Regions from separate parts of the Mus musculus genome. Here all the other regions are linked to region 1. A link is a contact called in public Hi-C, HiChIP or PLAC-seq and promoter capture Hi-C data. All regions are on one chromosome and are shown on one strand. The core of a region is the stretch at or near the end of the contact, and the rest is flanking DNA. Distances in the headings are between cores, read along the strand shown. Region 1 holds the start of Ttc12 (tetratricopeptide repeat domain 12). Region 2 overlaps Nnmt (nicotinamide N-methyltransferase). Region 3 has its middle 17 kb from the start of Gm38579. Region 4 has its middle 23 kb from the start of Gm39336. Region 5 overlaps Zbtb16 (zinc finger and BTB domain containing 16). Region 6 holds the start of Zbtb16 (zinc finger and BTB domain containing 16). Region 7 has its middle 29 kb from the start of Zbtb16.

Evidence for each region. Promoter capture Hi-C pulls out the DNA fragments that hold promoters and counts their contacts. A called contact is a pair of places that touch in the nucleus more often than the background predicts. HiChIP or PLAC-seq counts read pairs in DNA pulled down with a chosen protein or histone mark.
Region 2: a contact with region 1 is called in an H3K27ac HiChIP or PLAC-seq map of embryonic stem cells, with 2.6 times the contacts expected there. The contact joins the enhancer-like site here to the promoter of Ttc12 in region 1. A contact is called at or near these places in 4 of 39 promoter capture datasets (the C10 cell line, hippocampal neurons, pre-B cells and 1 more) and 1 of 115 datasets of contacts at active chromatin or transcription factors (embryonic stem cells).
Region 3: a contact with region 1 is called in a promoter capture Hi-C map of hippocampal neurons, with 6 times the contacts expected there. The contact joins the enhancer-like site here to the promoter of Ttc12 in region 1. A contact is called at or near these places in 4 of 39 promoter capture datasets (embryonic stem cells, hippocampal neurons and neutrophils) and 4 of 115 datasets of contacts at active chromatin or transcription factors (T-cell acute lymphoblastic leukemia, embryonic basal ganglia, embryonic stem cells and 1 more).
Region 4: a contact with region 1 is called in a promoter capture Hi-C map of the HPC-7 cell line, with 8 times the contacts expected there. The contact joins the enhancer-like site here to the promoter of Ttc12 in region 1. A contact is called at or near these places in 11 of 39 promoter capture datasets (the 3T3-L1 cell line, 3T3-L1-derived adipocytes, the HPC-7 cell line and 6 more), 2 of 15 datasets of contacts at CTCF or cohesin (embryonic stem cells and stem cell-derived epiblast-like cells), 53 of 484 Hi-C or Micro-C datasets (the AML12 cell line, CD8 T cells, the G1E-ER4 cell line and 33 more), 8 of 115 datasets of contacts at active chromatin or transcription factors (acute myeloid leukemia, astrocytes, bone marrow-derived dendritic cells and 4 more) and 2 of 9 other capture datasets (adipose tissue and embryonic stem cells).
Region 5: a contact with region 1 is called in a promoter capture Hi-C map of the C10 cell line, with 5 times the contacts expected there. The contact joins the enhancer-like site here to the promoter of Ttc12 in region 1. A contact is called at or near these places in 4 of 39 promoter capture datasets (the 3T3-L1 cell line, the C10 cell line, frontonasal cranial neural crest and 1 more) and 1 of 115 datasets of contacts at active chromatin or transcription factors (acute myeloid leukemia).
Region 6: a promoter capture Hi-C map of stem cell-derived epiblast-like cells shows a contact between it and region 1, with 6 times the contacts expected there. The contact joins the promoter of Zbtb16 here to the promoter of Ttc12 in region 1. A contact is called at or near these places in 18 of 39 promoter capture datasets (the 3T3-L1 cell line, 3T3-L1-derived adipocytes, the C10 cell line and 11 more), 4 of 484 Hi-C or Micro-C datasets (all in embryonic stem cells) and 6 of 115 datasets of contacts at active chromatin or transcription factors (T-cell acute lymphoblastic leukemia, bone marrow-derived macrophages, embryonic stem cells and 1 more).
Region 7: a Hi-C map of the N1E-115 cell line shows a contact between it and region 1, with 5 times the contacts expected there. The contact joins the enhancer-like site here to the promoter of Ttc12 in region 1. A contact is called at or near these places in 7 of 39 promoter capture datasets (the 3T3-L1 cell line, the HPC-7 cell line, HPC-7-derived erythroid cells and 3 more), 1 of 15 datasets of contacts at CTCF or cohesin (embryonic stem cells), 7 of 484 Hi-C or Micro-C datasets (the N1E-115 cell line, embryonic stem cells, epidermal suprabasal cells and 2 more), 3 of 115 datasets of contacts at active chromatin or transcription factors (astrocytes and embryonic stem cells) and 1 of 9 other capture datasets (embryonic stem cells).

What each region holds. Positions count from the first base shown.
Region 1 is chr9:49,484,536-49,488,053 of GRCm38.p6, forward strand. It overlaps Ttc12 (tetratricopeptide repeat domain 12), which reads right to left and starts at 1,690. Exons shown (of 22, transcript NM_172770.3): 1 at 1,611-1,690; 2 at 135-207. The coding sequence starts at 192.
Region 2 is chr9:48,595,445-48,598,962 of GRCm38.p6, forward strand. All of the region lies in intron 2 of Nnmt (nicotinamide N-methyltransferase), which reads right to left. Among named protein-coding and RNA genes, the nearest start is that of Nnmt, 7.9 kb to the right of the region's middle. Within about 2 kb of position 1,622, at least 20 of the 459 cell types and tissues checked have an H3K27ac peak or open chromatin away from gene starts, as enhancers often do. A contact at or near this core is called in embryonic stem cells, where this site is marked.
Region 3 is chr9:50,373,296-50,376,813 of GRCm38.p6, forward strand. No RefSeq gene overlaps it. Among named protein-coding and RNA genes, the nearest start is that of Gm38579, 17 kb to the right of the region's middle. Within about 2 kb of position 1,551, at least 23 of the 459 cell types and tissues checked have an H3K27ac peak or open chromatin away from gene starts, as enhancers often do. A contact at or near this core is called in hippocampal neurons, where this site is marked.
Region 4 is chr9:50,323,239-50,326,756 of GRCm38.p6, forward strand. No RefSeq gene overlaps it. Among named protein-coding and RNA genes, the nearest start is that of Gm39336, 23 kb to the left of the region's middle. Within about 2 kb of position 1,678, at least 28 of the 459 cell types and tissues checked have an H3K27ac peak or open chromatin away from gene starts, as enhancers often do. A contact at or near this core is called in CD8 T cells, the HPC-7 cell line, LSK cells and 1 more, where this site is marked.
Region 5 is chr9:48,693,027-48,696,544 of GRCm38.p6, forward strand. The region is part of intron 4 of Zbtb16 (zinc finger and BTB domain containing 16); the gene reads right to left. Among named protein-coding and RNA genes, the nearest start is that of Gm32280, 25 kb to the left of the region's middle. Within about 2 kb of position 1,720, at least 29 of the 459 cell types and tissues checked have an H3K27ac peak or open chromatin away from gene starts, as enhancers often do.
Region 6 is chr9:48,834,301-48,837,818 of GRCm38.p6, forward strand. Zbtb16 (zinc finger and BTB domain containing 16) reads right to left here and starts at 1,925. Exons shown (of 7, transcript NM_001364543.1): 1 at 1,754-1,925.
Region 7 is chr9:48,863,434-48,866,951 of GRCm38.p6, forward strand. No RefSeq gene overlaps it. Among named protein-coding and RNA genes, the nearest start is that of Zbtb16, 29 kb to the left of the region's middle. Within about 2 kb of position 2,003, at least 2 of the 459 cell types and tissues checked have an H3K27ac peak or open chromatin away from gene starts, as enhancers often do. A contact at or near this core is called in the N1E-115 cell line, where this site is marked.

The DNA.
Region 1 (3,518 bases), core at 440-2,939:
TGTTTAATTTCAATTACATTTTTTTTCCTTGAGAGTCATAAACCTGTCAAACAAGCCAGGGAGCTAACTTCGTTTTTCTTCACCCACTTCACCGCTCCAAGGCAGAACTCAGCCTGTGACTTAATGCGACTTACTTATTTCATCCACATTTTCCAGAAATCTCTGCAAGTCTCTCTCTTGATCATCAGCCATCGCAGACACAAATCTCTAAGGGAGGCAGTATAAATTATGAAATTAATAATATAAAACACTAAACAGAACCATCGGGCTTATTATCTGTCTAAGACTAAGTGTTTGTAAATGTCGTGAATAACAGCAGGGTGAGCCATTTCCCTCTGACTGCTGTTTAAGGCCAAGGGACAGTTATTATTTGTGGCCACACTTCCGGAGAGCTGCCAGCCCTGCCTCTGCTGGGGGGAAATGCTCTACAATAATTCCTCCAAAGCTAACCACCAACCACTGTGATTTAGGGACCTGATGGCAAAGGAAGCTGGGAGAGGAGCCGACTTATTGCCAGGGCTGGGGGACGAGTGTGGTCTTCCAACTTTGGCCATGACAGGTGTGCCTAGTCGGAAGCTTGGGCCAGGCAAAGCACAGGATAAGTAGGGAGAAGACTACCTTCATGAACATGTCCACACTCCATTAAAACCGTTGCCTCCGCCCTGTTTCTGAGGATGAAGAGGAGGTGCCACAGTGCACCAGCGTCTGCTTTTCAGTACTCTACCAAGTACATTAGCTTTATTACACTTGATTTTGAATGTGAAGACTACATGATAACCTCGGAGGTACCCAAAGGCGTATCCACACAACCTAAAGATCACCAGAAGGATAAACTTCCCCAGCCTTGGCCCACAGCGAGCCGCAGCTCGTTTGGGAGCGCCCCCTAGGTATGCATATTTTAAATACACTATACTGTGGTTCCAGCTTGCAGACAGGCGGCTTGGTAGTGCAGTCAGACAACTGCGAACTAAAACTTTGACATGCACAATTAGCCCGTGAGTCCCAGTTTCTCCGTCTACGTTATGGAAATCATAATGCGAACCCAGAGGACACCACGGGTCTGACTGTAGCACCCTGAACGTGGATGCGTGATTAGTCAGGCTTCTTTTATCTAGAAAACAGCCTTGGCATATGGCTCAAACAGCTAACACTCCCTAGGAATGAGATTCACATCGGGGGTGGGGGTGGGGGTGAGGTGGGGGGTGGAGGAGGGAATTAACTCGTGCAGAGCTACAGGCTGGCCTGAACCAGGCGCTTCATGGACGGAGAAAGCCAGTCTTTCTGGAACAGTACACCCAAGCCAGAAGGGTCAGCAGGAACGCAGAGCCAAGGCTCCCTGGAAAGGAGCAGAGCGGCGGTGGGGTGGAGGACCCACACCCGAGCCCCACCCTTCGGTACTACACAACTCCATGGAGGGAGGGCGGGGACAGCTGTACTGTTGCCAGGCAACCGCTCCCCAGCGTCCTGGCCCTGTGCTTCCAGGGTTGGTCTCAGCCTGCAGCTGGTACTGGATCAAACTCAGGGCCCGAGTCAGTGGCCTCTGTCAACTCTAAGCCCAGGCCAGGAACAGTTCCAAGATAGATTCCCCACGGCCACCCGGCTAGACTGACCTTTAGTGCCCAGGATCGGACGGGAAGTGGAAGCTGAGGACAGGCTGTGACTGGCTTTCGCTGGGGAGAGGCGGGGCCTTGGAGAGGGCGGGGCCTCTCGTGACCCAAAGAACGCGCTGCCCCGTTTGAAGCTGGGATGTCCCACCCAGAAGCAAGTTGGTGCCGGCTGGTCGCTAAAGCAACGTCAGTGAAAGCCCTTCCACTCTGGAGCCGCGAGGGTTCTCCCAGTTGGTTTCATATCTTTAGTCCCATAATGTAAAGGCTCCATCCAGCGTACTTCGGTGTGAGTCCAGGTTTGTTTTTAATGACCAATGTATGGCCTCCAAGGCAGTACCGTCTCTTTGATTCTCAATTTTTCTCGTAAATGAAATGGAAAAACGACACTTTTCCGACAAAGCTATGGTTAAGGGGGCTGGATCCTATCTAGCTACAGAAGTGAGTGATATACAAACAACAGTAGGATTTAGGGTAGAGAGAGCACATCACAGGGAATGGAAGAGTGGTGAGTCCTGAGCTCTAAAATGTGGGTAATGTAGATCAGTCAAAACCAGAATCTACAAAAAAGTGCCTGAGGCTAGCCAGTGGCCAGGCAAGAACCCAGGTAAGAAGAGGCGATGGGAGTTCCAGAACTACTGGCCGAAGAAGGGACAGACTCACTTGCACCCAGGACTGCCTTGGATAGTGATGCTCAGTAGCCACAGACTGGCTGGCTGGTGCGTCTTCAGAAGCTCTTTCTGTCTGACGGCTTCCATTCCTGTTGCTATGGAGTGCAGCTCTGCCCTCCCCAGTCCCATAAGCCCATGTGTTATAGGACTAGTTCCCATTCCTTAGGACCAGAGGTTTGCCTTTGTTTTGTCTTTTTGTTTCTAGCACGTGGACTTAGATGAGCAAATGTGCCTACAGAAACTGTCAAGTATGCTATTCCGGATGGAGAAAGGATAAGAGAGTTGACAGTTTGCATCAGGCTTCCAAGGGCCATCTGTCCTGAAGAGTAAGATTACAGTGGTACAGTCACAAGCCACTTTGCGGGGACAAATCTTACACTTGATAGATTACTAGGGTTTTGTTTTGTTTCACTTTGCTTCTTTAGCTGGTCTGTGTGTGTGTGTGTGTGTGTGTGTGTGTGTGTGTGTGTGTATGTGTGTGTGTGTTTTGGATGCTATACCTTTCTGTGGCCCTGCATAGCCCAAAATTCACTTTGTGGCCCAGGGTGTCCTCGAGCTCAAGGTGATCCTATTGTCTCGGGTGCTGGGATGGCAGGTGTGTGCCACCAAACTTACCTCGGATTGGTCAGAAGTCCTAAGTGACCCCAGAAAGTCAGTCACCTGGCAGCAAAGAGTCTCATGCTCTTTTGTCCAGGCCTATGTAGATTTTACTTTTGTGCCCTGGTAACTTGATATGGCCAGTGTGGTATACAGATAAGCAACTGTGAACAAGAACCTTCAATAACCCGAGTGTGACTCATTGACTATGCCCCCCCACCCACCCAGCAGTTAGCCAATGGAGGCCTGTGTGAGCATTCACAGAACCCAGTCTACCTTTGATTCATAGAAGAGTAAGCAGTAGACCCGGCTGATAAGGGGGTCAACATTTTGGGTGGCTTTGTTGCCTCGGCATAACATGCTCAGCCACTCTGACCACGTGTTCTTCACTTGATGCTATGCCAAAAATCTAAGGGTGCTGTGGGCGAATCTATGCGGATCAGGATGACTGTTGTTAGATTTTAAGGGTCAATGTCTGTGTGTCCTCCCTCCAGCACAGTGGTTTACGTGTGCAGAGACTTTCAAAAGCATTAGTGAGCTGTATTTCAAGGATGAGTTTACTTTACGGAGCTTAAATCCCTTGCGCGAGACTCCAGTTTTGTGGTTTATGCCTTCAATAAAAAAACGGGGGAACATTTGGTCATCT
Region 2 (3,518 bases), core at 372-2,871, 890 kb before region 1:
TGGGAATAAAAAATGGGGGCTGGAGAAATGGCTCAGTGGTTGAGAGTACACCCTGCTCTTGCAGGTGGGACTTATGGCTACTTGTGGTGCCTGTTAGCACATCAAAGCTCAGGCTGGCCAGCAGGCTCCCTCAGGATCCCAAGTACCTGTCACACACATTTCAAAGTGTATCCTAGCCCTTCTCACCTCTTCCCCTACCCCACACTCCCTCTAGCTCACAGGCTTGGCTTCTGTCCCCAGCTACTCACTCTCCATATAACCCTGCTATTCTCACTATGTTTTCTCTCTGTCTCTGTCTCTGTCTCTGTCTCTGTCTCTGTCTCTGTCTGTCTGTCTCTGTGTGTACTTGTGTGTGTCTATTTGTGTGTGTGTCTGTCTGTGACTATTTGTCTGTTTCTCTGTGTATGTCTCTATCTGTCTGACTCTCTCTCTCTCTCTCTCTCTCTCTCTCTCTCTCTCTCTCTGTGTTTGTGTGTGTGTGTTGTCCCTGCTTCTCTGACTGTGTTTTCTCTATTCTCTATCCCCTGCTATTCTCCCCTATCTTGCAGAGAGCCCTTGCTGTGCCCAATGTGCTGGCCATATTCAGTGTACTTCTTTCTCTCTCTGCTTTGGGTTCTTCTAGATGTCGCTTACTGTTCTCTCTCATATCTACAATAAAAACCTTCTTCTTAGCCATACCATGGAGCAGTAGTGCCATCAGTTTTTAAACTGAACTCAGGTCCCAGTGGCCACACTGGGCAGCTCGTAACCTCCTGCAACTCCAGCTCAGGAGGATCTGACATTTCTGGACGTCATGGGTCCCTGCACCCACTGGCACATACCCCCCCCCACACACATATATACATAATTTAAAATAATAAAAATCTGTTTTAAAATTACCCTTGGTTGGATCTACCTGCTCCTTATCAGGAATGAAGACAGACCTATGGCAACCACTTTGTCCCAATTTGTCTTGGATTTTCCTCATTTAAAAATCTCCTATGCTGAAATGTCCTGTGCTATATTGGACAGAGCAGAGCAACTGTTATCCTAAAGGTAGGGAGGCTTGTTCCAAGGCTACCTCCTTATCCTGCTAAACACAGATAATTTGTCAGAACGTATTAAGAAGAAAAGCTGATGATTAAACCACAGACATCTATGAGAAACAGATTTAAATAGGTGAAGAAAGTAGAAAAAATGAAATTACCTGTCTGCACGAACACATAACAAGCATACAGAAGAGGCTAAGGAAATACAGCGTGGCAGCTTTGGGGCTTTTGCTTGGTTTTGATTTTTGTTTTTTTGTTTGTGGGGTTGGGTGTATTTTTTCTTTTTTCTTTTTTTTTTTATGTTTTAAAATGTCACTGTAGATCAGAGACATCGTGAGAATGTGTATTTAACCAATGACGTCAGAAGCAGCGTGGACCTTTGTGCTCTATTGTGTAGTAAGCTATTTTAAAGACGCAAATTACCACAGAACTAGCACTTGCCAGTCAGATGATGACGAAAATTGTTCCCACACAGCGAAACCCACTGTGAAATCTCAAAAGCTCACAGAAAATGTGCCAACCTGAGGAGGGGAGTTTGTTAGGCGCTCCCACTGCCTGGGTACCGGCTTGTCCTTGGCCTCGTAGCAAACACTGGTGAACTCAGTTGCCAAGGCAGCTGTGTAAAGATTACCCCTCAGGGCTCCTTGAGGACTGCGGATCACACCCACAGGGAAATGGACTCGCCTGGAGACCTGGGCAATTACCACTCAGACTCGCAGTTAGCTCAAGGAGAAGGTGATAAACACGCACCAGAACAGCATGGCGCTTGGTTTACAGAAAGCTAACTGCAGCATGGCCACTGCTCTCCATGTTAGGATCGATCCTTTCAAATAGAGACTGCCATTTCCTCTGTAAATACACTATGTACACAAGCCTCAGGGACACAGAAGGGAAGGAAAGAACAGGTAAGGACTCCTGGGAAGAGCCCTATGTGAAGATGTCTTCCTATACCCAGTGGTTATCTTGAGATTCTGCCTACCCTGAGAGGCAAGGCAGTTGTTGTTAAGTCAGAATGTCCACAGGAGACTTTTCCATTATGACTCTCTGCCTTACGTCCCACCCCTAGAGACTCCAGCAAACCCTCCTGTGACAAAGCCATCAAAACGTCTCAAGGAAATAAAGGCTAAAGAAGCCTGGTGTGGTGGCATATGCCCTAAATCCCAGCATTTGTGAGTTGAAGGCGGGAGGATCTTGAGTTCAAGGTCACTCTCAAGTTCATAAGGAGCTTGAGGCCAGCTGGAATACACAAGACCCTATCTCTACATAACAAAGAGAAGTCAAACCAACTTGATCAGAGGCGGGAAGGATTGCCCATAATCCTTCAGCACAGCCCACACTCGAATCAGGTGGAAAAGGTACATAGTGGAGTCTTAAAGACAGGATACATCCATTCATTTATTTTACACTCACATCTAAACCTCTGTTATGTGATGGATGGGTACTGGGGACTCAGGGATGAGCAAAAGAGAAGCAGCTCCCGTCTTTCTGGAGGTTACAGAGGGAAAGAGAGAGAAAACAATCTAAGGATTACTCGTCAAAATATAAGTAAAACGGAGAAATTCAGGGAGGAACAGAACATAGGATGTTGAGATCCTGGCTTGATCTATTGCACAGTGGAAAGAAACAGAGCCACGTTAAGCAGAGATGTGGAGAAAACGTATAACATCGTTGTATGAGGCTGGGAGAGGAGCAAGGGGGAGAAAGATGGTTCAGCCTGAGAAGACAGCATGCACAAAGACCACCAGGTGCAAGACATAAGGAGAAGAGTGTGCCGGTGGGCCTGAACAGTCAGACAAGTGAAATCCTGGGCGCCAGACAACAGAAAGCTCTGTTGAATATGCTTAGAATTTTACTTTCTGGGCCAGGTGTGGTGGTGTCCACCTTTGATCTCAGCAGGATCAGGAGGCAGAGGCAGAGGCAGAGGCAGAGGCAGAGGCAGAGGCAGAGGCAGAGGCAGAGGCAGAGGCAGAGGCAGAGGCAGAGAGGCAGAGGCAGAGGCAGAGGCAGAGGCAGAGGCAGAGGCAGAGGCAGAGGAGGCAGAGGCAGAGGCAGAGCAGAGGCAGGCAGAGTTCTGTGAGGTTAAGGCCAGCCCAGTCTACAAAGCAAGTTCTAGGTTATCAGGGCTACACTAAGAGACAAGTCTCCAAAACTGGGATTTTTGCTTTCTCTCCTAGGACATGTAAAGGGTGACACTCAAAGGTATGTAAAGACCAGACGTGGTGGCACATACCAATAATCACAATACCCGGGAAGCAGAAACAAGAGCATAAGTTGGAGGCCACCATGTAAGACCTTGGTTCAAAAAAGGGAGGAGGGCCCTGATCAGAAGTACGCCTTGAGATGTAGAGAACTGAGAGAAAGGACAGAAGTGGAGATGAGCGAGTACTTCCTCAGGAAAGGTAGCTTGGACAAAGATGTAGCTAAATATTTCAAGAATAACACCGATGAAAGGGAACACACAAGAAGAAAAAGTGGACAGAGCTAGAACTG
Region 3 (3,518 bases), core at 301-2,800, 890 kb after region 1:
GGACACTAGGATTACAGACACAAACCAATGTAGCCACACACAAGTTCCAAAGCTCAGACTCAGGTCCCCGGGCTTGTGTGGCAATCTTCCTCTGCCCTCCTAATTCCTGTTCATCTAACCCCATAGATACAAGAACACTGTCATTTTAGCATACCATTTAAAGGAGGATATTTTCATTGTCTTTGTGTATAGTCTTTGAAACCCCACTTGTAATTTCTTTTTCCCTTTCTATTGTGATTTTTAACTGTGACTGATCTGATAAGTGTAAACTCTTTCCTTAGCTTGAAGGTTGTGCAGAAATGGCACAGAAGCTGGCTTTGTCCCTCTGCTAACTCCTGCTTAGAGTCAAAGCTCACAGGGGGGCAGGCGACAGATCTAACTTATACACCACTGTGACATCCCCCAGCAACTAAATCATAGCAGGCACTGACTAAATATTTGTGGGATTTCATTTAACTGAAGGAGGTCAAACAGGATTTATTATTTCCACTTGAGAAGTGGCAGAAATGAAATCGTGAAGTGATTCGTACAATGCACACGGCTAAATACAAGCCCCAAGCTGGGTTACTGCTGCCCGCTGCTCCACCCACGTCACCTGCTGCCTTTAATATCTGCCAACACCCTGCTCCACAGTAGCATTGGCCATCACAATGACCCCGGGTTGTCTCTGTCTCTTTGCCTCTGGGTTTGATCTCGGGCTTCGGCAGCATGGATGAGAAGAGAAGTCAGTGATCCTCCATGTTTAGGAGTGAGTCCCAACTGTGTTCCCAGCAGGAGTGCTGAGCTTGCAGAGAGCCTATGTCATGTCCTCTCTCTCCAGGCCAGGGTCTCTCCAGAAATGAGTGTTCTTGAAAGTTTAGAGGGAAAAAAATGCATTTCCATTCTCCTTTTGGAGCTAAAAGCATCCTTCTCCTTCCCTGGGAAGCTAGTGAACCAGTTATAATTACACCCCATACACTGGGGAGTGTGAAAGTGACATTTAGCAACACTTAAGCCTGGGATGTGTGGTGGCTGCAGTCAGCGTCGTATAATTGCTACAGCATCGATCCCAACAATTAGCACGGGGAAGTAGAGATAGAGTGGAAGGTCTCCAAGAAAATGCCACAAACGCAGAGTAAAAGGGGCCTAAAATCTGTCTTGGAGACAGCTTCCCTTCCTCCAAATGTTAAGACTTTTATTACTACCGTCAAAGTTTTACTAGAATCTCCCTGGGGTACAAAGGGCCTAGGAGCAGAGCCGCAGGTGAAGAGAGAAGACCCTGGACATTCCCTGATGGGCTGTCTACTTCCCAAGTTCTAGCCCAGGAGGTAGGGAAATGTAGGCTATGGCAAGGTTGATGATGCTGGATTACGAGAGCCATGATGGAGAGGGTAAGGCTGGGAGGGTTGGGACCACGTTTGCTGCTGCAGGCGCTGCAGTCATCGGAAAGCGGCCTGGTGACAGAGAGCATGGCTGCTTCCTGCTTTAGATAGAATTGGGGACAAGGAGAGAATGCAATGGCTGAAGGAGGATGAGCAGGCACATTCTGTCACTCTGGGGCCCCAGGCAGAGCTCCTGTATAGCTAGGGAACACATGCTCACCCACTAGGGTTGCTATAGCAACACCCCACAGACTAGCTGGTCTAAACAACATTCACTTTCCCACAGTTGTAGAGTCTAGAAGTCAAAGATGATCAAAGTCGTTGCAAACTTGGTCTCAGGCCTCTCCTCAGCTTCCAAGTCATGACCTTCTTACTGTGACATCATATTGCATGTGTGTGAGTGTGTGTGTGTGTGTGTGTGTGTGTGTGTGTGTGTGTCCCTGATGCCTCCTTGCATTCAGATCTCTTCTTATATAGACATCATCCAGTTTGCATCAGGACACCTCAAGTTCCTCATCTTAATTATCTCTTTAAAAGACCATTCTCCAAATACAATCACATTCTGATGTGCTGAGAGTTAGGAACTTGGGGTAGAGGTGACATGATTCAGCCTGTAATGGAACAGAAATACTCCTTTAGCCTTGAAGGATGCCCAGGTAAATGTCCTCAGCCTTGGCCATTAGAGAGCCTCTGCCCCTGAGGAAAGGATAGACCACTGAGACTGTCTTACCATCAAAATCCACAAACACAATACCATACAAAGTAGAGTTCTGTCTATTCTTCTAGAGTGAATATAGGATTCATTGATTGTCTTACACAGTAAGGACTGAGTAGTCTATAAGTGGCCCTCTGCACACTGGGAACAGAGTCCAGTAGCTGCTCCATCCATGAAGCTGTACTCCTCAGCAGTCCCAGTCTGGTGCTGAAAGCCTGCAGGATTGCTAGGGGGCTGCTGCTCTTCACACCCTGCTGGAAGGCTGGAGAAGCTGTGTTCTGCTGTCAGTGAAAACTGGCAGCGGAGGCAGCAACAAGGCAGATGCCGGTCACTCAGAAGCAGGAAGCAAAGGCAGGCAAACAGCTCTGTTGTTTCTTTGGACCTTTTTACATCTTGGCTGCCAGTGGCAGGTACCACCCACTCCGGGGGAGGGTGTTCTCCCCTCAGGAAATCCTTCCTGAAAATTCTCTGGTTTTTGTACCGGTCAGCACATCTTGCTTGGCAGGTCTGTGCTGGACAAGACAACTAACGTCTCTTCTCCCCCTGCAGCTTGCATGGGACCTTTCAGTGCTATGAAGCTAACTGCCAGGGCGAGCTTCCTGGTCAGATGAAGCTTTGTTTCTGTGTCCTACAAAAGAGTGGAATAGACAATTTACATGGCAAGGAGAGGTAGCCAACATCATAGGGCACCAGGGAGATACAAATTCAAACCACAATGAGATACCACTTCACAGCTAGCACAGTGGCTAAAATGATGGCAAGTTGATTCTTGCAAGTGCCAGCAAGACTGCAGAGTAACTGCCTGGTATACACGCACCTGATTCGAAATGCATGACCGCCTAGGAAAACAGTTTGATCATTTCTCCTAAGGAGAAACGTGCTCTTATCAAATAACTCAGCTTCCGTACTCCCAGGCATCTATCCAAATGAAATGGAACTTACACTTAAAGAAACCCTGCGTGTGGACCTGACTGTCCTGTGCAGGCACGAAGTAAGACACCTTAGCTGTGAGTGTCCAGACCGTCTTACGCCCACAAGATAGCTTCACAGCTCCGCTCGCCCATATTCAATTCTGACATTTCTTCCACGAGGCTCATTCCCCTCTTCCACAGCACTCCCTGTACCTCAGGGGGGGAGGTGTATGGTGAGCAGTCACTTGTTGTCAGCACCTTGACCAGCCACGAGTCTCTACAGTCAAGACAAATCTCTGCAAATAGATGCCTCATTGATCGAGGCTTAGGGCAGCACTACTCTGCAGGGATGAACATAAACATTTAAGGGGAAGTTTAACAACACATCACTTAGCAGAAGCATTAGGCTCACCCTTAGTGTCTCTGACTCATGGGCTTTTGACCAGCCTGTTCACAGGTAAGATATGGGAATAGCCAACAGAGGACTCTCTGCCTTCGATGTCACCTTCTACAGACACCGGAACTCAGTAT
Region 4 (3,518 bases), core at 428-2,927, 840 kb after region 1:
TTACCTACATTGAGATTAAAGGTACTAAGGGTGTGTGTGTGTGTGTGTGTGTGTGTGTGTGTGTGTGTGTGTGAGTGTGTGTGTGTATTCCAGTGAGAGGGATTAAAGATGTGTCATTCGAGTTGGATCACACAGATCTAGAAGGTCTTTGGATGTGATTTCTTGCCAGCGTAGCCATGTTGGTGGATTAAAATTCCTCTACATAGATCTAAACAATTGGTGTAAATGTCATTGCAAACAAATTTAAATGTCAGAGCAAAGACTTGAAAGAGAATCTATATAACATAAGTATAATGTTTTAAAATCAACATCCTTGTTTATACTAAATAAGGTGGTAATTTGGGACAGTAAGAAGAAAACAATGTTGTCTGTGGAAGAAAGTATACTTATGTCAGATTTACTTTCTAATATACCATATGCCCTGGTTACCCTTAACTAACAACTTGACACAGCTTAGAGTCATCCAAGAGAGAAGCCTCAACTAAGCAATTTCCTAGATCAAGTTGGCATGTATCAATGTCTAAGGAGGATTGTCTCAACTATTAGTTGATGTAGAAGGGACCAGCCCACTGTAGGCAGTGTCCTTCCTTAGGAAGGAGGTCCTGGGCTAGTAAAATAAAAAAATTAAAAAGTAAAATAATAATAATAATAATAATAATAATAATAATAATAATAATAATAATAATAAAGAGCTAGGTAAGCATGGCCTATTGAGCAAGCAGTGTTCCTCCATGGTATCTGCTTCAGATCCTAGCCCAACTTCCTGCCCTGACTTCCTTCAGTGATTAATTGTGACCTGAGAGTGTAGGCCAAATATAAACCCTTTCCTCCTTGAATTGTTTTTGGTCAGGGTAAAACACCGAATGAAACTAGGACATCATAGTCAAAAGTATGATTTTATTTGTTATTTTATCATCAATAGAGATGGACATTTCCATTTGGGCAATAACAATATCTAATAAGTTAATTCAATACTCCTGCTAGAAACCACCAAAAATACCAGAAAGATGGCTGTTGACTCTTTCTTTAAATCCAAGAAGGCCAGACAACATACTAAGAAATTACCACACTAAAGTATAATTGAGAATGAATTTCCCTGGCCAGGGAAATTGAGCAAAAAGCAGTGTTTGTCCTGAGGGCATGTCTCTACTAACCCGAGCTCCAGTTTAGATCCAGTTCAGTGACTGAACTGGGTGGAAGGAGCAGGAAGTATTTCAATTCACACGGATACTTCTTGTATGAAATAGCCTCTTCCAGATAAGAGTGAGCTCAGAAAAAACCCTTCCTCCCCACCTCATTCTTACCACAAGCACCCTGAGACACCAATAGGAGAGCTATTAGTCAGAACCACGGGGAGAAGATGAAACTAAAAACACGCCTGAGAAACTGTAAGCACACAAACCGCCATCAAATAGATTTGTAGCTTTGTGAGGGACAAAAAAAAAAGGAAAGAAAAAAAGTCCTCAGGACATGGATTTAAATTACTGTTTCTAGACCAGGAATTCCCTAAGGCATGCAATCGAACTAAACATGAGCCTTCTTTGAACAGCACACCTGCACAATGCCTCAAAGAATCTCTAAACATAATTTATTAGAGTACTACCACCCATATACTCAACAACAGGAAACCAGAGAGGCTGCTAACAGGCAGAAACTGATTCACAAACCTCAGATGCACTCAGTTGTTAGACTTCATTTTTTAAAAAATATTCAGTGATATAGGGCTCTGTGGTTAAGAGCTCTTCCAGAGCGTTCCAGATCCAACACACAACACCCACACGGTGATTCACCGCCACCTGTAACTCTAGTTCCAGGAGATCCATTGCCCCCTTCTGTCCTCCCTGGGCACCAATCACACATGTATACATGCAGGAAAATAGTCACACACACACAAAATAAAAATAAATATTTTCTTTTAAAAAAAAATCAATGATGAGGCTCAATGGAGAACACCTGCCTAGCATGTCCAAAGCTCTGGTTTCCATCAACACACATAAAAAGTTCAGCTGCCCTTATTGTATTGTATAAAAATGACCTTTTAAAAGAATATGTGCATTAAATCTCTACAACAAAATTATAAACTATTCCAGTTATAAAATATTTCAGCACCCTCTTTTGGTAACAATGCCTGGAAACATCTTGAAATAAACAACAGTGGATGGTTCTAGCCACTGACAAGCTGAGCTACGGGGGACAAGTGAGAGAAGACATGGGTTAGAAAGTAAGCCCTTATGGTTTGTATGTGCTTGGCCTAAGGAGTGTCACTATTAGAAGGTGTGGCCCTGGAGTAGGTGTGTCACTGTGGGTGTGGGCTTTAAGACTCATCTGAGCTGCCTGGAAGCCAGTCTTCTCATAACAGCCTTCAGATGAAGATGTAGAACTCTCAGCTCCTCCTGCACCATGCCTGCCTGGTTGCTGCCATGTTCCCACCTTGATGATAATGGACTGAACCTCTGAACCTGTAAGCCAATCCCAACTAAATGTTGTCCTTATAAGAGTTGCTTTGGTCATGGTATCTGTTCATAGCAGTAAAACCCTAAAACAGTAGTGCAGCATTTCAAAGGCAGTGCAGTGTTTCACACAGAGAAGAGGGAGAAAATCAGGAATTGTCAATATTTGAAATGATAGTGGTGGAATGTTGGTGAAAGTCACCAACAGACACATTTAAGAGTCCAAACTTCCCCAATAATAATGAAAAGCATGCATGCATATCCATCCCTGTGATACATAAACTAAAGAAGAGGGAAGAAAGCTACCTGACCACCAACTTCTTAGCTATAATGGTACCCAGGCCAAAAGGGAATAGCCAATGTATTGAAAACAAACAACTGCCAATCAAGAATTCAACTTCTGGCTGGGCAATGGTGGTGCACGCCTTTAATCCCAGCACTTGGGAGGCAGAGGCAGGTGGATTTCTGAGTTAGAGGCCAGCCTGGTTTACAAAGTGAGTTCCAGGACAGCCAGGGCTATACAGAGAAACCCTGTCTCAAAAAAAAAAAAAAAAAAAAAATCAACTTCTGGAAAAAAGAAAAAAAAAATACAAACTTCTTTCAAAAAAAAAAAAAAACCTGCAGCTTTCGCGGGTTCTGTTGCCTGCCTGTGGATCCTGTTCCCCTAACTGGACTGTCTTGGCTGGCCTCAGTGGGAGAGGATACATCTAGTTCTGCAATGTGACTTGAGATGTCAGGGTGGTTTGGTACCCAGGAGGACCTAACCCTTGTCAGAGATGGATAGGAGAGAGTGGGAGGCAGGGAGGCTACATTTAGGATGTAAATTGAATAAATAAATTAATTAATTAATGGGGAAATTAGGCTGAAATGGGATTTTCAGACCAATGGCATCTGAGAAACCACTCTGAGAACACCCAGCCAACAGCAACCCCAGGGGATATCCTTCACAAAAAAAGACTAAGAACAAAGTAAGTGTTGGAGTAGATCTAAATGCTGCTTATATAAAACAGCAGTATAAAAATGCCTGGAGGAATGAAGATAAACAAGGAATTAAAACATGCAGCAACA
Region 5 (3,518 bases), core at 470-2,969, 790 kb before region 1:
ACCCTTGCTGCTGCTGTGTGGCCAGGAGGAAGTTGCCTGACTCCTCTGTGCCTCATCTCTGAGAAAAATGCAACGACAGTAACTGTCTTACGGGGATGCTAAGCAGCTTCAGGGAAGAGGGAAATGTTTGTTACCGAATAGCTTAAAGCAAATTTCAGAATTAACCGTGCTGGTCATTAGCCATAACGTCAGGGAAGTCTACTTGTGCTCGGTCTGAGTTTTTGTCTTTTAGACACAACAATGTTCACCTTGCGCAGCTGATCTGAGACTAAGAAAGTAACCCAAACCAAGCATTCCCAGAGCATGGGGCACCGGGCACTGGGTGACCCTGGTGAGGATGCTGCCACGATGGTCCTTCCCTGAGCAGGAGCCAGAACCTCAGCTTCCACCCAGTGTGTCCCATCAACCCAAATTAGCATTCACTAATTTAACTTGAATGGGAATGAAGGAAATAGAAAAGAATTGGGATTTCTAAAGCTATTCTGTAGACAACGACTCTTTGTTGTGGAGGATGGTGCGTGGGTGGGACAGGGAGACAAACCCCTGTGCTATGGGGACATGGGGCTTTACAGCAAACACATAGCCAACTCTGTGCACATAATCCCCTGCCCAGCCTTGCAGGGTGATCCAGGAAACTGAGCGTGGCAGACAGAACGTCCCAGGAGGGAGTCATGCTTCCCCACCCTGGGTGTCCCACAGACGGGAGCCTGGGTGGGTCTCTGAAGCTGACACCCCCTTCACAGACCGCAAGACCACTGTGGGGCAGCACTCCATACTAGTGTTCTGGCTTGCCCCAGCTCCAGAAGATCCTCTATGGGGATAGGGACAAATAGTGTCCATTCCTGAACTTCAGCAGACGGAAGGTCGTCAGTGAGCAGGCAGATTTCTCTGCTGATCATGGGCTGGGGCGGGGACTTGTTCCTCCTACAAAGGTGGGAAACCAAGCCCTGCTCTCTCCAAGTATTTTAGAAAGAGGAGATCCTCTGAGCCCCAGCACACACTGTCGTCCCAGAGGCAGTAGCTTCCCTAGAGAGATGCCCCCTCTACCACAACGGACAAGAGGGTGGTTTCCAGGATTGAGATACCTGAACGGCAAAACACTGGCACTGATGTAGTAGTTTTCTCCAGGTGTCCCAAGCTCTGAGTGCTGAAAAAGCCCTGGGAAAGGGGATCATGAGGGGACCCCAGGGCCAGGCTGCCACCTCTAGGGGACTATGCTCACATATCCAACTCGGAGCCTCCATCCAAAGCTTGGAGCCTCCATCCTAAACAAGAAAAAGCTGTACAGACAACAAACACCAACGTAACCCTGCTTAGCAATAACCCAGTCTCTCTCTCCTTCCTAAGTCAGGACCACACTACCACAGGGCAAGCAAAAGTGGCCTCGGAGGACTCAGGAGATACAAAACCTTTTACTTCGTTTCTTTACTTTTTTTTTTTTTTTTTTTTTGGTCACAATAGTATCTGTTAAGGTAAGTTAAACCTTCTAAGATGAATTTTCCTGCTACTTTTAATTAAATGTTCTTTAGAATTAAAAGAGCACTATTGAGAAAGGTTGAAAACATTTTTTCATTGACACTGCCCCGGGTCCCCCCTCCCCCTTTTCCCAAGGAAAAGAAAAAGCTGTTTTGTGCCCAGTGCACCCTGGCCCACACTGTACAAAAGAGGGCGGGATGGCGGCAAGACACACGAGATGACCCTGTGACCCCAGACCGCTGACAAGTCCTCAATGGCATAAATACCAGATAATCAATCACATGCCAGGAGGGCGAGTCCCCCTGCCCTCACCCTGGCTTTCGGGTTTATGAGACATGCACTGTAAATAGATACTAGCTTCTTGAGAGAGGCCCCCTCAGCATTCCAGGGCTGGCCTTAATCCTGAGCCAGGGCCGGCCAGACCCTTGACCGGCTTGCTTTACAGCTTTCATCGAGAGCTTATAAAGAAAGTGCCTTTCCCTCCCGATCCTGCCAGGCAAGTTGGACTTCCTGGAATGAAAGAAAGTCAAACTTTAAACTCCATCCAGGAAGGCTAGGCGGGGTGTCTGTAAACAGCCAGAAAAAAAAAGGTGCAGGGAGAAAGCAGAGTCAGGAAACAAGAAGTCCAGGCAGAAAACCCCAGTGTGGCCTGGATTATCCCAGGAGGACAGGATGGGGACCAAGGAGGTGATGAGGAAGCTGTGGCTAGGATGCTGATGACAAGGACAATACTGACCATGACAGATAATACTCACTAACCCCTGACAACTGTCCCATGGTCATCTAACCTCAGACGTAGCTCAAGGGGATGCTTATTGTCATTGTGTTGTCCCAGATAGAAAGACAGTCTAGAGTTGAGTTAGCCCAGGCTATGAAGACACTCAATAACAAAGAGAATGAGAATCAGTTAGGTCTAGCTGCATCTCCACCTCCAAAGGGACTGGACTCCAGGACGGACAGAGGGATGGACGGAGAAAGACACTGGATGCCACCCTTAAGATCAACTCAAGATCTGAGGCTCAAGTGACAGTTGAGCATATAGTTAAAAACTGGGAAAATACGGTTCTAAAATCCAATGGAACATCTGAAGCCAGAAAGAGCCCACACATGAGTACAGATCCCGGCTCTATCCTTCAGTCCATATTAGACTATCTCCACAGCCCGGGCTTTAGAATATCTCCAAGGCAACCATGGCCTCCGAAACCTTTGCTCAGACTCTGAAGTTTACCGAGCTCCTAGTGAAGCCCCTGCAAACAGGGAAGTGGGGGCAGAGAGGGGAAGACGGACTCTCTCAGTAACTAATTTTGATAATGCCTTTGTCTCGGGGTCAGGGGTTAAATATGGCCACACTAATCCACTTCTTTCAGAATGAGAGCACAAGGGAGAGATATTTCTGTAGTTAACAAACCATTCTGTTTTTCTTTCCTGGAGAAACCCAGTCTGCTGAATGGGGCTACCTAGTGGCCAGAGACACACACTTGAGTTTATTCGGGCTAACTGGTTTCCCGGCTAGCCAACCAAGGCGAAAAGCATACACAGTGGTGCTTGAAGTTTTAAAGGACTCTCTTTCCCACCCCACCTGTTCTCCTAAAAATGCTTTTGAAATGGCCTAGACAGAACAGGAGGAACAAAAAGCTTGGAACTCCCATCCTGCCCATGAGAATAATACAAACTACTAGCCAGAGCTGTATGGGGAACCATCAGTAACCCACACGTGCATCTGTTGAGCGCTCTGAAGCTTGTCAAGCACTCCCTGACAGAAACCTCTATGTGCACTGCACAGTAGGCCCATGAGGCAAGTAGCTTATTCCACACACTTCTGCCAAAGAGCAAACTAACCCTCTGACAGGGCAAATGACATCTGAAGTCTTACTCCTCCTCACAAGCAGCAGCAACAGGGCTAGGAAGCTCTTTGTTCCCGTGACTACAGAGGACAGGCACAGAGAGATTCTTCATGAAGAAATGCAGGGCTCCTCACATAAGTGAGACTCTCAAAAGAAGCGCTCCTCCTGAGCCACTTCCTGGTAGCATCACATACTACT
Region 6 (3,518 bases), core at 675-3,174, 650 kb before region 1:
CCCAACCTCTGTCTCTCTGTAGCCAACATTTCCCACAGCCTGGGGAAGAGGGTGGAGAGAGCTAGGCTCTCAGCCACTCTTCGCAGAGCTTGCCTTCACCCTCGACAGGAGTCTTAAAGACTCTTAGGTGCAAAACTCATGCGGAAAGAGTTAACAATAGTGGCTGGCCACTCTTATTGCCCACCCTAAAGTGGAAACGGAGGGCATCATCAAGAACGGTGAGATATCCATTCCTCAAAAGCTTCATGAGCACGGTGTGCTTTCGGGAGAGAGATCAGAGATTTGGAGAACTAAGGGGGAGAAGCCAAAATAAAGAAGGTTCGCTGCTCAAAGGAACCTTTTGGGCCTTGAGGGAAATCAAGGTGCCCTATCCCTAACCGGCGGCTCCGCACCCGCGATCCGACCGTCCCTAGGTGCAGCGATCAGCCGATTCTGGGCAAAGCCAGCGCTAACCCGCCAGAGCTCCGAGGATCGATGGTGCAACACACCCCTTGTTCCCAGAGACCCCCGCCGAGACTTGCATAGGACTTTGGCAAACTTGGGAAAGCAACTTTTCCCCAGGAGTCAGGTGCCTGGAAGAAAGGGAACAGAACTAAGAAAGGGGGAAAGCGAAAGAGCCTGGGGAAAGGAGAAGGTCCGAGCGGGCTGGACGCCGCTGCTAGGCCGGCCCGGCAGCGCAACCCCCCCAGGGGAGAAAAGGATGCACAAAAGCCTGGAGGCGAGTGGTGGGAGGCCAAATGAGAAGAGATCTCTGGGTCCTCCACCTTCCACCCAAGATCACGATCCCCGGGAAGTCACCAGCAGGGTCCCCGGCCTCCCGCACCAGCTGCCGGCGTGCCCGAGTCAAACACGCTGGGAGCGTGGCGGGGAGGAGGCGAGCTGGTTGCAGCGGTGCGCTCCTGTGCATTCCGGTGGGGTCCGCAGGCTGGCAGGATCGTGCGCATTTCGAGCGCGTGCGGGAGCGTGCGAGGGGCTGGGCAAGCTTGCAGCGCGCCAGGGTGGGAAAGACATCCCGAATGCATCAGGTGCAGAGCCGGGAACCCACCGTGCGCGGCCGGGAGCGCACAGCGAGCTCCCGCTCCACCGGCCGTTCCCACCGAGAGCCGAGGAGGACTCGGAGCGCCAGAGTCTCTCCGAAGCGTCCCTCTCTCCTTAAAAGAGGGCATCAAGTCCAATCAAAAAAAGAAGAAAAAAATCCCACCACGTTTTCTCTAAAGAAAACAAAACCCGATCGGATACCAGTCCCCTCCCACCCGACCCCCAGGTTCACTCCTTGCTTCCTCCGGGTCTAGCTCCCCAGCTCGCCAGCGAATAAACACAAATAAATAAGACACAATCCTATCTCACGCCAAGCGCACCGGTCCGCATACATATGAGCACCCACAGGCTCTCTGCTCCTCCGCCAGCCCTTGCCTGTACAAAGACACCCAGTCCCCGACTACACGCGCCCGCAGCCCTGGCAGACCTCCCGGCCTGCCACCTCTCACCCGGACCGGACCGTGCCCGGAGAAGAAAGGTTGGTGAGGCAGCTGTGCCCAAGCTGACAGCCTCAGCGCCGCTTTCTAGCTGACCCCCAACGGGCACTGGCGATCGCTGCTGCAGCAGCAACCAGAGAACCCCGCACGAGCCCAGCGGCCGAGTGGCCAAAGCTAGCACCACCCGCCTAAACCTCTCCCGCCCCAGGGCGCCCTGGCGGGAGGCGGTCGCTGGGCGGTGCGAGTCCTTCCCGGGTTTCCTACACACATACACTTACCGCTTACGGAGCCTGGAGCTTGGGGTGGGTGTGCGTGCCTGGGGGGTTAGGGGTGTGCCTGGATCGGGGAAGGGGTGTTGCTGGGGAACTGTTGCTCCGGATCTCACGGCGGCAGCGGCGGCATCGCCCGGCAGTTCGCAGTACCCGCTCTCGTCACCCTTAACTCCTCTCTGCCGCTAGGTTAGCAAATCACCACCGGCTGCGGCGCCTCCGCCGCGTCCCACGTCAACGCCGAGCCCCCTCCCCTGCGAGGCCCCGGCGCCTCTCCATCTTTAGTGCTGGCGGCCGAGCCCGGCTCCCTGCCCACAGCTGCCCCCTCCCCTCCCCCTGGCCGGTCCTGGCCCGCCCACCCCGCCCCACCCCCGCCCTGGCAGAGCCCGTGCGCTCTCCCAGCCCTGCCCTCCCTTCCCGGGCGCTCCCCTCCCTTCCCAGCGCTCGGCGCTCCGGGCTTCTCCTGACATCTAGCTGCTGCCCCGGCGGCAGCGGCTGCTGCTCGTTGGCTAGGTGGAGAGGGCAAAAGGTTGCAAAGGAAGAGGAGCCGCAGAGGACCTGGCAGTCCCCAAGGGGTCAGAAGGATGAGTGGGAGAAGCGGTTCCCACTTTAGCCCCAGGTTTTTTCATTTCCACTGGGCATGCGGTGTATCCCGCGCCCCTAACTCCCCCAACTCCAGTACTCAAGAGCGCAGTTTTGTCCCGTTTTTTATTATTTGCACCAGTTCAGTGTGTGGCTTCTAGCTTTTCACTTTTTCTCAGGATTCGGATCGCATCCTCCCTTACCCTAGCTTTAAATGGGTCGTTTCCCAAGTCCCAAACCAGGCCTCTGATGCCTGACCACAGGAGTTCGCCGGATTTGGCCAGATAAATCTAAAGGGGCCAGTAGAAATCTGGTAGGAGGCAGCACCTCGATTTTGCTATCTAGATTGTTGCACACTGAGATGCGAAGGCCTGAGTAGTAATACTTTCTCACTCCTAATCTCGGGCATCCTCCCCGCCCGCACGCCCCCCCCCATCTTCCCCGGCCCCAGGAACCTGGATGGAAAGTTCTGAAGATTCTGCGCCTAACTCAGCTCTGCCTTCAGGAGCTACTGGAAGCTTGGAAGAGCGCTGGGCCGCTCCAGAGTACTTTCTTCCCTCAGCGGCTGGACCATTTTAAAGGGCGTACTTGAGATGACAAACCGTAGGGTAGAAAGACCAAAGGAAAAAAAATATTCCTTCTACCCGCGGAAAGCACCGTCTCCTCCTTTGCACACGAAGCTAGGCAGGGAATTGAGGTTGGAGGGTTCTTTTCTGAGCACTGGCCTCCGGCCAAAGCCCCAGCGCAGTGTTATTGGGGGTGTGGTGGAGAGCGCCACCCAGGGGTCTCAGAAAAGTCACCCACACAGCCCCACCCTCCAGTCCTAAGGTATTAGTTCCAGGCTTCAGTTTAGGGGTGCTGTGTTCTTGGCTTACCGCGGATCTCCCACAGGACCCACAGAATCGTATCTTGATTCCCCAGGAGCTAAAGGAGAAGGAAAGTGGGCGGTGAATGGAGACAAAAAAACCCACGAAGACCAGGTGGCAGAGCTTACACAAGATCTGCACGGGGGTCTGCTAACGTGGTGGTCATTTATAATAACAAGGCATCCTAACAATTGACACTCCCAGGTCTCAGATTAGCAGTGGGAGAGAGAAGTCCGCAGAACCGAGCACTGGGAAGCAAAGGAAGAAAACTACAATTGAGTTACCCTCTCATAGGCAGTGTCATGTGGGTGAGACAAGGCGAAACC
Region 7 (3,518 bases), core at 753-3,252, 620 kb before region 1:
GTATTGTTTTGAAACAGGGTTTCACTACATTGCCAGGCTAGCGGGAATTCCTTCTGTAATTCAGACCAGTCTTGAACTCTCCATCCTCCTTCCTCAGCCTGCCCAGGCCTGTGTAACCAGTCCCAGCTCAGGGACAGGCTCTCCTTTGTCTAAACTGGCTCTTCTTTCTAAAGAGCCTGGGTCAGCTCTGTTCCAACAGTGGGACCTGAGCCTTTCTGAGCTTTGCTTTGATTGGCATTTACCAGATTCAACCGAGTTTCTCTCCACAGCACTGTTTCCACCCCTGACTCTACTCAGTGCGGGGTGGGGTGGGGTTGGGTAGGGATCTGACTAGGGACTCCCTTCTACCTTTTTAATAGATGTTTGACTATGGCCAAGACACCTCCTCTGATGATCTCCAAGGTGTCATCAGTTTGATGTTTTGACGCTGATTCGCAGCAGGTCTCTGTCACTCTGTGTCACCACAGATTTGGGTGAGGTAGTACATTCAGGGGAACACGCTGCAGTTTGGGAGCTCAGAGGCTACATGTCACATGGAGGAAACGGCACAGGAATGGAATGGATACCACCTGACACTAACCTGCTCATGTTGCCCAGCATCAGGACCAGACTTGGGATGGGATGGTGTATCTGGGGAGCTGGGATCAGTCCATCCTTCTAAATGCCCCCAAAGGGACTGTGCTGGTCAGCTTTTCACTGTAGCAACAAACACCTGATATGTTCAACTCGAAAAGAAGAGAGGTCTGCTTCAGCTCAGCTTTGTAGGTGATGGTCGATGGCCTAGTGTTTCCGAGCCCGTTGTGAGAGAGCACACCACAACGGAAGCACATGGCAGAGTAAGTGGATCATGGCAACCTGCAAGCAAAAGAGTGGATGCAGCCAGGATCTCAATGTCCCTTACAAGGACAGCCAAATGACCCAGCTTCCTTCCACTGGGTCCTACATCTTAAAGTCTTAAAAATGGCAGCACGTTGCAATAGCATTAACGGCTAGGGACCAAGCTCTTAGCACATGGGTCTCACATGGCTTTCTAAATCTCAATAATAGAGATGGAAAGAAACTTCAGGGCTAAGAAAGAGGCGGCCCAGTAGAAGTTGGCCACCACAGCTCTCCCTGGTCACCACAGCTCTTCCCTGTTCAGCACTTGCTTTGTGTTGACTTCTGTCCCAGGTCCCTAGAGAGTCTAATTCATTTCATCTTTGGAACTCTATGGCAATGGGTGTCATCATCATTAACCTCACATTGCAGATGGAAGCACCCAGCCAGAGACAAGCTATCCAACTCAGGGGTTACAGCAGAGCTCTGACCATTGCGCTAGCTTGCTTTCCAATGAGAGTTTTCCCAGCCAGGCCAGAGAGGTCTTTTTTTTAAGATTTATTCATTTATTATATGTAAGTACACTGTAGTTGTCTTCAGACACTCCAGAAGAGGGAGTCAGATCTCATTAAGGATGGTTGTGAGCCACCATGTGGTTGCTGGGATTTGAACTCGGGACCTTCGGAAGAGCAGTCAGCGCTCTTAACCACTGAGCCATCTCGCCAGCCCGAGGTCATTTGAGAAAAGAAAAATCACAAAGTACTTTCTGGAACCTGTGTGGGGGTTCTGTCTAGGCAGGCTTTCCACTTCAGGGGAAGGCTGGGCAGTGTCGGAAACTGCATTAGTCAATGGTTGTTGTTGTGGCAAAACACAGGACAAGAAGCAATTTAAAGGGGAAAAGGTTTTTTTTGGGATCCCTGCTTGGGGTGTGTTTTATCATGAGAGGAAAGGCATACACGGGTACAAGCAGGAGGAGGCTGGTTACGCTGTGTCCAATGTCAGGGATCAGAAGCTTGGGCTGGCAGTGGGCTAATGTAATAATCCTCAAGCGCCACCCCGACCCCCAACGACTCACTCCGTCTCCAAACAGTGAGACCAGATGCTTAAGTGCAGGAGCCTGTAGAAAACAGTTCATGTTCAAACCATAGCAGAAGCAGCTCACGGGGTGGGGCACCAGGACCTGCTGCTCCTGAAGAACTGGTCCTGTGTGTTCATTTTCAGCAGCTCTAAGACAAACGCCGTCTCTCACCCCCACATCTGAGGATGAGAGGAGAACAATGCTTTGCCCTCTCTGGGTGGCTTTCCTGAGAAGGCGATTTGAGATGCATCTCCCCCACCCCCACCTTCACCCCTGATCTATCTTTTCTCGGATATATCTTTGCTCTCGGATAACTTCTCTCTGAGATCTCTCCTGCACACTGGAGGCTGCCCAGCCTGGGTGGCTGGACACACCTGCTCAAGCTGGGGCAACAGGGCGCATGCACCACTCCCTATCTTCAGCGGGAAGCAGAGGAAGGAGTGGGAAACAGAGTTGTGGCACATGCCTAAGGCGGAGCAGCTGCTGAAGTTTGAGTTGTATGTGTGCTTCAGAGGTCCATGCGTTAAGGGACTGATCCCAAACGGTGCTATTTGATGGAGGGGCAAACTTTTGAGAAGTGAGACCTCATGGGAGAAAACAGGTCATCACTGGCATATCTTAGGGTTTGTTGTGAGATCCGGGCCCCTGTTTCATCCTGTCCTCTGTTTATTGACTATTTTGCTCTGCCAGGTACTCCTGCCACAATGTTCCACATCCACATCACACCCTAAAAGCAACAGGAGTTTCCAATGCCGTGAGCTCATCTGCCCTTTTCTCTATAAGCTGATGGTTTTAGGTACTCTGTGAGAGTGATGGAAAGCTGACTGATACAGCGGCTAACTGCAAGCAACCCCAGGGCAGCTATTGGCTCACCGGCGGATCACCGCACAAGCCTGTGGTAGGTCTGCCTGCAGTTGGTCTCAAACCATGGAAGTCAAGAAGCAAGAACAGGAAAGGCTAGAAAGGAAAACGACCCAAAAGGAGTGGGGAGGAGGATGAGTGCGAACCCAGCTGATGCAGATATCGACATAACCATTATGAGGGTAAATAAAACTGCGGTTTACGTTATGCAGCGAGATGCTCTCCGAATACTTCTGTCTCAAGGAAGTTTTTTATTTCACCATAGAAGAAAAATGTTTTCATATTCTCTCCCGCCGCTTAGACCCAGAACCCAGCAAGGCCTTGTGCCCCCGAGAGCCATAATATTATTTGTTAACATTTTTATGATGCCAAATGGTCTGGAGGAGAACCGGCACCATTCTTTAGCTGGGAAACCATATGGCACGGAGAGTAATAAATAAGGTATTGTGATAGTTAATGAACCTAATTGCCAGCGAAGGCTTTAACACAGAGCCTGTGCTGCTGAGAATTTAGCACCGCATTAGGGATGCCGCCGAGCTCCCCTGACTTCTGAGGCTTAATTTAAGTTCTATATTGCAAACTCCAGAAAATAATTCCAAACCCTCCTGCTGGAGAAGCAACCTGCTGGTAGACTGTGATTATACCGAATTACTAAAATCGCAATCAATTTTATACACACAGTTAACCCTTGCCAGGAATGCTCCCGGAGTGGAGAAGCATAGGGACCACAGCCTCTTCTGTTTGTGGCTCTGGTCCAAGAAGC